Regions from separate parts of the Mus musculus genome. Here region 2 is linked to region 1. A link is a contact called in public HiCAR-type data. All regions are on one chromosome and are shown on one strand. Each heading gives the region's core, a stretch centred on a gene start, on an enhancer-like site or on the middle of the called end of the contact. The rest is flanking DNA. Distances are from core to core; before and after follow the strand shown.

Region 1 (5,207 bases), core at 1,140-3,639:
TTACTTAATATAGCTGATTATGAGGTTTGCCCCTGTCAAGTTCAACACAGTCTACTCCCTTTTCCTGTTCAGTTGTATTCTGTGATATCAGCCTCCATCCACTCTGTACCCATCACTTAGTGGACACTGGCCCTTCTCCCAATTCTCCTGTCCACCTGTTTGAGCATCTCCGTTGTGGTTTTCATTGCTTTATCTCTGGAGCATTCGCTCACACATCTCAGATCAGCTTACTTACTCCCTGGTGGTTAGTAGGGAGAACCCAGAAGAACTGGAACATTCTGGCCATTTGTTTACTTTCAAGACAATTTCATATTGATCATTGTAACATTGTCTAGTAAGTGTTTTTAATGACTAAAATTCACTTATTTTTACATTTGAGAATTTCTGATTGATTCAAAATTATTTATGGTTTGAACTCATATAAATATGAGTTTATATATATACACACACACACATACATACATACATACACATACATACAATAAAAGAGTACAAATATATTACTATATTTGATTGACTAAATCTTATCCTTTCCAGGCTACCTTCTGTGTTTTATCATATCTATTATACAATAAGCATATATTAGTTTTACAATAGAAAATAGCCTTTTATAAAGGAAAAAAAACCTGTGCTGACACTTTTTTAGTTTGTGTGATTTATTTAAAAAGCTTTTTCCCTGGGGGAGGGGGGGGGAAGAGCCACGGTGTCACATTGAAAAATCCCAGGTTGGGCCCCCAATGGAGGAGCTAGAGAAAATACCCAAGGAGCTAAAGGGATCTGCAACCCCATAGGTGGAACAACATTATGAACTAACCAGTACCCCGGAGCTCTTGACTCTAGCTGCATATGTATCAAAAGATGGCCTAGTCGGCCATCACTGGAAAGAGAGGCCCATTGGACATGCAAACTTTATATGCCCCAGTACAGGGGAACGCCAGGGCCAAAAAGTGGGAGTGGGTGGGTAGGGGAGTGGGGGGGGGTATGGGGGACTTTTGGGATAGCATTGGAAATGTAAATGAGGAAAATACCTAATAAAAATATTTTTAAAAAAGAAAAAAGAAAAATCCCAGGTCTCAGCACCAGCCTCTCCCTCATTGTGTGATATGGGTGCGCTCATAGCCCAGTTCAGTCAGCGAGCAGGAGCAGTTGGCTGTGGTGTACCTGGTGTGTCTTCCTCTTTCTCATTGTCTCTCTAGTCCACACCCATCAGTGCAGTTCTGACTTCCTCACTGTCACCTTAGTCGTCTTGGGACTGTATTATTATTTCCCTCTTTTAGGTTCTTTGAAGGATATTTTTGAAATGAGAGCCAGTGTGTAATGTGCTCCTTGTGGACAGAAGCAACAAGGTTTAAGAATGAAGAATTTGATAGCAGCATTAATGGATTTTTCATTTCTTTCTTTTTGAAGAATATCAAAGAATATCCCAACAACTAAAGATGTTGAGCCACTTCTTGAAATTGATGGAGATATAAGAAATTTTGAAGTGTTTTTGTCTTCAAGGACTCCAGTTCTTGTGGCTCGAGATGTAAAGACCTTTTTGCCATGCACGGTAAACCTGGATCCCAAACTACGGGAGATCATTGCAGGTGGGTATTGTAGTACAGCTTTTTTTTTCTTAAAAGTCCTCAATTTTTTTTCATGTTCTGTTCCTTCTCTTCTCTCCCCCTCTCACCTCTTTCCTTCTTTCCTTCTTTCCTTCTTTCTTTCTTTCTTTCTTTCTTTCTTTCTTTCTTTCTTTCTTTCTTTCTTTCTTTCTTTCTTTTTGTTTTTTTCTTTCTGTTGTTATCTTACTTAGCTATCTAATTTTTATCTTGCTTTATGAAAAATTAAGAAATTTGAATGGAGCATCCACAGAGAAATTAGTTAGAGTAGGACTGGGCTGTTGACCTCTCAGAGTGTCAGCTATTTACTCTACTGTGTCCTTGTGCTTGCTCACCAACTCAGTTCTCCCTTTGGAACCCTGAACTTCTGTTCTTTCACATATAGTCTTGACGCTCAGATGCCACATGTTGTAATTGTCACTCTTTCATCTTCTGTTCTAATAGGGACATCCAAGTTGAGCAGAAAACAAAAATAAAACTTTACTTTCATCTTAAGTTTTTAACCAGGGCTTGAATATAACAAGGGTTAATTTATTTTAAGGCCATGCTAGGGACTAAGCCCAGGCCTTGGGCATGCTAGGCAAACACTCTGTCACTGACTGTGGCCTCACCTCTTTTCACTTTCATTTTGAGGTAAGGTCTCAGTAAATTGCCTAACCTGGCCTTAAACTTTTTTTGCATCCTGGTTTTAGAGCTCAGATGGGTTTTAGAGAGGCTATTGAGAGGCCGGTGTGCACTGGAGAGAGGCCGGTGTGCACTGGAGCATGCGCAGCTGTGTTGGAACACAAGGGTTTCATGTGATACTGCTCATCAGACCATAACTGAGCTTTCTGGGACTTATGGAGGGGTCGCCTTCAATTAGTCCTGTAAAGTGTAAGAGCTTCCCAGGTACACTCTGCGCTTGCCCATGTGTGGATGCTGAGGGAGGATAGAGCAGGCAGACAAGGGGCAATGGGATGAGTCAGGGAGTGGGCACAGAGGTACATTGGGTGGGGGGATAATTCCTGACTCTCCTTACACAGTCAGGTGATTACCACTAACTATGACTTAATGACTGTTTCAAAAGACCCAGAAGAGGCCATTTCAAATGGTCTCATCGCAGAAAAATGAAGAGTGTTTGAAGTGATGGATATGTCCATTTCCCCAGTTTGAGCATTATGCAATATATACATCTATTAAGGGAGCATATTGTGCCATAAACATGAAGTTATTATGTAACAACAAAAAATCCCAGCCCCCCAGTTCTTTTTCTCAGTGTTTACTCTAAGGCTGGAGGCTTTTGTGGCTGTCTGCTCTGTGTTGAGAGGTCGACTTGTCTCAGTTTGTAGGCTCACAGTTTAGCTCACATTGTATGTATTAGACAAATTTGAGTCTTTTGTTAGCATAACACAAATAGATCTTTAAAGAGTCAAAAATTATAGTGTTTGGTAACTGAAGAAAGAATCCAAGTGTGGTAACTATTCAAATGGTTAAGAAAAAAAAACCTCTTTTATGTACATCAATTGGGCTTTTTTTTTTTTTCCACTTAAAGCCTGTGGACTAGCGAAGATTTCCTGTCAAACTCAGCTGGAGTCACTAGCAGTGATGAAAGTATGTCCTTACTTAGTAGCTGGCAACAGGACTCATCATTAGTGTCCTGTTCTTTTTTGCTTTTTGGGTTGTGATGGAATTTTCAGATGTTCGAGCTGCAAGAGAACAGATCAACATAGGAGGCCTTGCGTATCCCCCGCTCCCTCTGCACGAAGCCCCTCCTCGGCCTCCTTCTGGGTACAGTCAGCCTGCATCTGTCTGCTCCTCCTCAGCATCTTTCAATGGGCCGTTCCCAGGCGGCGTTGTGTCCCCACAGCCCCACAGCAGCTACTACAGCGGCCTGTCGGGACCCCAGCACCCTTTCTACAACAGGGTAAGAGTCGGCACCTCGCCTTTACAGTGTCTCTTCCCAGGGGCACCATCATTCTGCCATCTCCAGGCTTGGGCACTGGTTTGGAGCTATAATTTGGCTTTAAAATAGGAAAGTCTAAGGCTTAAATGTACAAGTGTATGATTTTTTTTTAAAACTGAGTCTTGGATTTTAATATGTTCTAGAGTTCTAAAGAGTGTGAATATAAGAATATTGGCTTTTATTTTCTTGTTAAAGGAAACACTGTAACAACAATGGTTCCTTTGGTATATTTTGTTATAGAAATTTATATTGGCATTCATAACAGTGATAAATTCCTAGAGTCATTCATATCCTTAGACATATGTGAAATAATAACGGGCCCATATTACTTGAAGGATCAAATGTTATTGCCAGTTAATTCCACCATATGCCATTTTAATTTTAAATACCTTTAGTCATATATAATTCTTTGCTTAATACACAATTTATTAACTAAAAAATAAAAGCACAGTTTCCAGTGGTACCCAAACCATGTTGGATGTAGTTGCTCGAAGTGTCTGTTCTCATCTTAATGCCCTAATCGTGTAATGACACTAATGATTTCCTGTAGGAAGACGGATCATGAGCTGTAGTATGCTTTGTGGAATCCTACTTTTAAAATCCATTGTAGGTTTTAATCCTCCTTTTCTCCCTGGTTAGTGTATAAGGAAAACACAGGCTAATATTCATAGAGGACAACTGACTGCAGGACTTTATCCATAGGAGCTGGCAAGGAAGAGTTTGGGGAAAGTGTGGCAAAGAAGGAGTTGAGAATTTAAATTAAATTGTTATTTTTTAAATATCTATATTGGTAATTAGCTTTGTTGTTTGTAGAGCCTTAGAAATGTAATACCATTTTTCTGTGTGGACAAGACAACACAGGAGCACTCATGAGAATGTTTGTTCTCTGTCAAAATTAACTGTGTGGTAGGTGGTGTGGAATATAGATCTGCAGTCACTAGTCTTAAAATCTGCTGCAATTTTACATAAGGTGGCTCAATTAATACTAATTAGAGGTGTGAAAATATATTTATTTGAAAAAAGTTATGAAACTATGCTGGTATCTTACATTCATCATTCATTTATTTTAAGAGCAACAATGTAATATAATTTTAAAGTATCTAATTATTTTTAAGACATTAAAGTTTCTCTTATGTTTTTAGGTTTAGTGTTTCTGTTATTATTTAATGGTATTATTCATACAGTTGAAAGTCATAGTAATTCTATTCTCTTAAAGTGCCAGAGTAAAGAAGAGAGAAGCGGCCACCTCAGTGCAGAGAAGCCTAATGAATTCTGACCTTTATGTTTCCAGTCCCTAGAATCTGATGTGTGAAACCAGCTACATGTAAATTCGGAAGTTAAGTCTTGTGTAGCTAGCAGGCTCCCCGTCTCATAGTCTAGCGTGCACTCCGGTGCCGGGACACAGCTGAGCTCCAGGGCCCCCCAGTGAGGTTGTCCTTGGAAACACTGACACTTGTTTCCAAGTGACCAGGGCAGTTTTGAGTCTTAGTAACTATTTTTTTTTTTTTTTGGTAAGGCAGAGTATTCTGTTAACATTCTAGTCAGTTTTAAAGAAGAATTTGTTAGTTAATACATAGAAACCATGTACAGCAAACTTGTTAAGATGCTAAATATAAAGCAAATGTTTGTGTTAAGTCACGAGGTACAAAACTTGAGCTGTGTTT
Region 2 (5,207 bases), core at 817-3,316, 870 kb after region 1:
TGTGTCTGTGTGTGTCTATTAGATGTTGCTGTATAACTACACTACAATTTAGTGACATATAATATCAGACATTAGCTACTACTTACTCTTCAATTCAGTTCTGCAGTTCTGGCTCAGTGGGGCTCACTCTATCAGCTGTGTAGGTCAACTGGGCACCTCTGATATCTTTAGCAGATCTCTTATATGTTTTCTGATTTGATAGCAGTAAATTGATCTAGAATGACCTTGTTTAGAAGCACTAGATTTTGTCTTAACAGGATAGTCATGTCTAACTCACATGCAATGATGGAATTTCCAATAAAGTGCACAATTAATTACAGATTCTGAATTTATGCTGATGTCATTGTAAGGGGATTGTCTACCTGGCTCAGTTTGGTTGCAAGGGATGACAAACTTTACCTCCTTGTGAGGTCTGAATGTCACTTCCAAGTTCATTTGTTCAAACGTGTCTCACAATGTGATGGAATTAAGAAGTGGAATCTTTGAGAAGTGATGAGAAATTAGTGTTTCTCTAGAAGAGCTTGAGGGGGCCTGGTTGTTCTTTCTGCTTCTTTGTCATGTAGGGACACAGATCAAAGGCACCACAGAGAAGGAACAGAGATGGCATGACATCACAACTGTTTGCTCTTCATCTTGTATAGTCCAGTCTTAAGAACCTTAAGCAATCAGAACATTTATAGTATTTGTAAATCATAAAGCTTAATATATCTTGTAGCAACTGAACAGAACAGGGCACCTGTAAAGACACTATGAAATCCATAAATTCAGCAAGAGATGTTTACTGTTTTTGTGCTAATTCTGAAAGAGCTTATAGGTTTTACTGATACCCCTATAAGTTGAGAGAAATTTTGATAAGAACAATGCCAGCAGAAGGAGTTAATTAAGGTCACTGGGCTCCGACATTGCCTGAAAGTAATAAGTGTGTTGGAGGAGGTCTTAAGAATGATATTACGCAAACTTTTGACTGCACAATTAGAAAGTTGAGTTTCTGTCTAAAAGACAAAGAACAAAGAAAAGACTATCCATTTGCAAAAGACAGTCAAAGCTCAGATTTGCACTGAGATTGGAGGCTGATCAAAATATCCCAGAGTTGTTTTAATAGGATGTAGTGCACATGAGTATGTAATCCAGGGAGGGAAAGCCCGTGCTCTGTTGATTTAATTTGTAGATACATTGCAGTATAGAGGATGTTCAATGCTAAGGTATTTCTGGAGATCCACAAATAGCGAACAATGATAAAACTATGACTATTTCTAAGCATGGGGTCAAAAGGCAATGAGAAGGAAGTCAGGAAATGAAGAATTAGTGAAGCACCTAGAGATGATTCTTGGTAGGAAACTAGAAGCATCTGGGTAGGAAATGAGAGGAATATGCTTTATGAGGCTGGACCATAAGGTTTACAGGGAGACAAGAGATGACACTCACAGAAGAGATAGAATTGCCACAGATGAATCTTAAATTCTTAGATGTCTCTAGAAGGATAGACGGATTCTGTTGGAGGGAAAACTGTTTCTATCCATGATGTTCTAAGTGCAATATGTTTTTAATTCCTGGTCTCATTAACCCAAAAATGAGGCTCCATCTTTCAGCTACAATCCTCTCCAACAGAAACATCCTGAGCAAAATGTTCTGGAACGAAAGGTTTCACAAGCATCTTGGACGCTCATTGTGCCAACTCCAGGAATCTTATGGCATCTGGTTCTCAAAGAGTCTGTGCTCATCAGAAAATAGCCAACTGCCAAGGGACTGTGCCTGGGCCTTGATTTGCTGAAATTTGAGTTTCTGCAGATCTCCTGATATCACCATAGTTGAATGGCACTTTTTTTGTGGCGTCTAGGATGGGGTCATATGCAGAGGCAAGGCCGTACCAGGGGACCACTGTTTTCCTCTCTATAGAGGAACACCAGAAGCTGAGATGCTGAGCTGGAGAACTGAGTAGATGAGGGATGGAGCAATGAGCTTTCTGTAAAGGACCAGCTATTTAATTTTATTCATCCTGTATCAAGTTTCTGCATCTCACAGTTTGGGCACAACAGGAGGTGACACTGTTAACTGTTGCTCCTTTCACTTCCTTTTTTTCCCCCTCACTGCACATAAACATATCATTACACAGTTACACTCCACTATATTTAGAGTTGATTTTTAACTATCTATTAAATCAAACAGGGAAGCTTGGCTGCTCTACCTGGAGCCAGTGGAACTGCTGGGAAATGGACTCACTGGCGAGAGGAGGAAGAGACTGAGATGTTTTGCCAACTACCATAGACTGTATGGCACTCCTAGGCAGATCACTTCACCTGGGGAGGGCCAATGTCTTAACTAAGAGCCATTCTGGTCAACTCTCAGTGACCTATGAGATGGGTCTCAGCTTCAGTCTGCTGTATAGATAGAGAGAATTTAGGAAGTACCTACCTAGATTGTCTACTGTAAGCTCTCTGTTAATTAAAACCATGACTGAAAATTATATAAGATGCAAGGGACCAGAACTACACCCAACCAATAAAAATGGCTTCAACAAGTTGCATACCCATACATTCATAAATGCATGATATATATATCTCAAAGTAAAGAGACTGCAAGTTTGCTTATTAAATAAATTTGGTCAGTGCCAGCTGCCACATCTTCATCTTGCAGGGGTGAGGGAGAGGGTGGTTATGGGTATGCAGCATGGAAGGAAATCAAGAAATGTGTAATGCAGGAGTTGTCCTGGCCTGGACCATCCTCACAGCCATCTCAACCATGGGGTCTTTATTGCTGACAATACCTGTTAACATGAATAGAATCACATCACAAGAACAGAGCGCACATCAAAATGTTCATGATTACACATTGCAGTAGAATAGTTTTCCACAAATCAACTGGATGCTATTTGTGGCTCTTTAGGACATTTCTTCCACCTCATGAGATGAGAAACTGAGAATTGGATAGAGAGAGAGAGAGAGAGAGAGAGAGAGAGAGAGAGAGAGAGAGAGAGAGAGAGAGAGAGAGAGAGAGAGAGAGAGAGAGAGAGAGAGAGAGGTAATATAAAAGAGACAGAATTCTTGGCCAATAAGACAGTTGGAGAGTCAGGGCCACAGACCAGAGACACCTTGAAGACATTTTTCCAGGATGAGGATCAGGGCAATTGGAATTGGACCAATTAAGTATAGCTGACAATGGGCTGTAGATAGATATGGAATAATTTGGAGAAGGTTGGGACCTGTGAGGGTCCAGGAGGCACTTCACTAACTTGCTACACACTGTCTGTTCTTGGAATTCTTCATTATGCCCTTCGATAAAAGTGAAATACAATGGCATTCATGAGACTATAATGGCCAGGAGGCCACAGTGAACTCCCACGAGCAATGCACTGGGACATGCTTAGTCACTGAACCCCTTCCTTTCCCTATTAAGTATCTCTTTCCTTCTTTCTGTGTAACCCAGACTGACCTCAAACTCACAGTCTGCCTACCTCCTACTGGCGAATATGGAGTCTTTTGTCCTATTTGGAATTCAATATTTTTTTCTATCACCTCATTCTACTGTGTATTTGCCTCCTCTAGCCTCAGAATGACATGTTAGAAACTGCAAGTAGTGGAAAAGAATTTTAAAAAGACTCAGAGCTGAACGACACTCTTATTTAGGAAGATATGTTTAAGTTTATACACCAGACTTTTTATGAAATGTTCTGGGCTAGAATGGAATCATGTCAAGTTGGTGAAGTAGCCCCAGAACTCCAAATCTTCTGAGCTTTCTTCCTGGAAAAAGCATAGCATCTGCAGGAGTAAAGAGAGGCAGGATGGCAGGGAGGGCTTGTGGAACTTAGCTCCTGGTGCTGAGTGGTAGTAAGCGAGTCTATTTTAACTTGATGGGCTGTGGGCTAAAATTTGCATCCTTTTCTTCAGAATGCATTTTTACAAACTTTTAAAATTTCTTTCTGTGTTTTCATACTTGTTGATAATTTGGGGAAGGTGTACATATAATAATTTATAAATTTTGTTTTTAATACGTTTTTAATCAGAACAGAATTATATCATTTCCTCCCTCCCTTTCTTCCATCTAGTACCTCCCGGCTGCCCGTCTTTTGAACTGCTCCTGTGTCCTCAGACATTTTTAAGCCAATAGCCACTTTTTCTTTGTACTGTTACATATATACTTGCAGTTATGTATGTATGAGTATGCAACTTGCTGAGGCCATTTTTGTTCTTTGGGTGCATACAGTGTCAAGGCTCACTACCCTGCAATGGACAAACAATAAGGCGCTCATCCGTAGGAGAAAGGCCAAATCTCCTTCTTCCATAAGTCATTGTCTAGGGGTGGAACCCTCACAAAAAATGTTCCCCTTCCACACAAATATGTCCATTGATATTGCCACTGTTCTGGTCTTTATGAAGCCATTTCTAGGAGAGACTGTCTCACAGCTGACTTCCTGATGTTCTGACTCTTATAGTTTTTCCATAGCCTCTTCCGTGATGTTCCCTGAGCCATAGATGCCTGCAGGAGTCATGGTGTAGATGCATCCCCCACGATATAGATGTGTGCTCCCACGATCTGTTGATCTCCGCATTGTGCGCAGTTGTAGTTTTCTATGAGGGCCTTTGTTTGCTGTAAAGAGAGGCCTCTTTGATGAGGGGTAGGAACTACCCTTGCCTGTGGGCATAGAATAAGATTAAGAATGTAGCTGTAGCGAGGAGTTGTGCGGTTCTAGAAAGTGATGCTAGTTGATTCTTTTGTTCGGATCATGACCCAAGGGTCCCAGGAAGCTGGCTGGCTAGGTTTTCAGTTTCAAGCATAATTTCTCTCCCTTGTTGCACTTTTATGCATCTCTTGCCATGCTGGTAATTGTCATGGTATTTCAGTTGGGTAGAACTATCGGATCCTTTTACAGCTCACATGTTATTTTCTGGAAACAAAGAAGTTAGTCAGCAGGAAAGAGTCTCTCTGGTCATATCCAGTTTGGATCATCCCAATCCTGTGACCTAAAGGCCATCCTCAACTTCTGGAGGCAACTATGGGCTACAGGTATATTGCTTTGAGAATCACTTTAACAATTTTGACCAACCATCGTAGAGGTTTCTAGTGGCTGGTGCTGGAGTTTCATCTATCTTAGGTTCTTGCTGAGAGCATTGTCAGCCTAAGAGATCTGTCTGTCTGTCTGTCTGTCTGTGTGTGTGTGTGTCTCTCTCTCTGTGTATGTGTGTGTGTGGTGTGTATTTATGTGTATATAC

The links. HiCAR-type assays count read pairs that join an accessible place to other places.
Region 2: a contact with region 1 is called in a HiCAR-type map of astrocytes, with 4 times the contacts expected there. The contact joins two enhancer-like sites. A contact is called at or near these places in 1 of 484 Hi-C or Micro-C datasets (nephron progenitors) and 2 of 115 datasets of contacts at active chromatin or transcription factors (astrocytes and large pre-B cells).

The regions. Positions count from the first base shown.
Region 1 is chr12:25,035,047-25,040,253 of GRCm38.p6, forward strand. It overlaps Kidins220 (kinase D-interacting substrate 220), which reads left to right. Exons shown (of 32, transcript NM_001081378.1): 23 at 1,408-1,586; 24 at 3,278-3,504. Among named protein-coding and RNA genes, the nearest start is that of Id2, 58 kb to the right of the region's middle. Within about 2 kb of position 2,390, at least 7 of the 459 cell types and tissues checked have an H3K27ac peak or open chromatin away from gene starts, as enhancers often do.
Region 2 is chr12:25,903,730-25,908,936 of GRCm38.p6, forward strand. No RefSeq gene overlaps it. Among named protein-coding and RNA genes, the nearest start is that of Gm29835, 73 kb to the right of the region's middle. Within about 2 kb of position 2,067, at least 11 of the 459 cell types and tissues checked have an H3K27ac peak or open chromatin away from gene starts, as enhancers often do.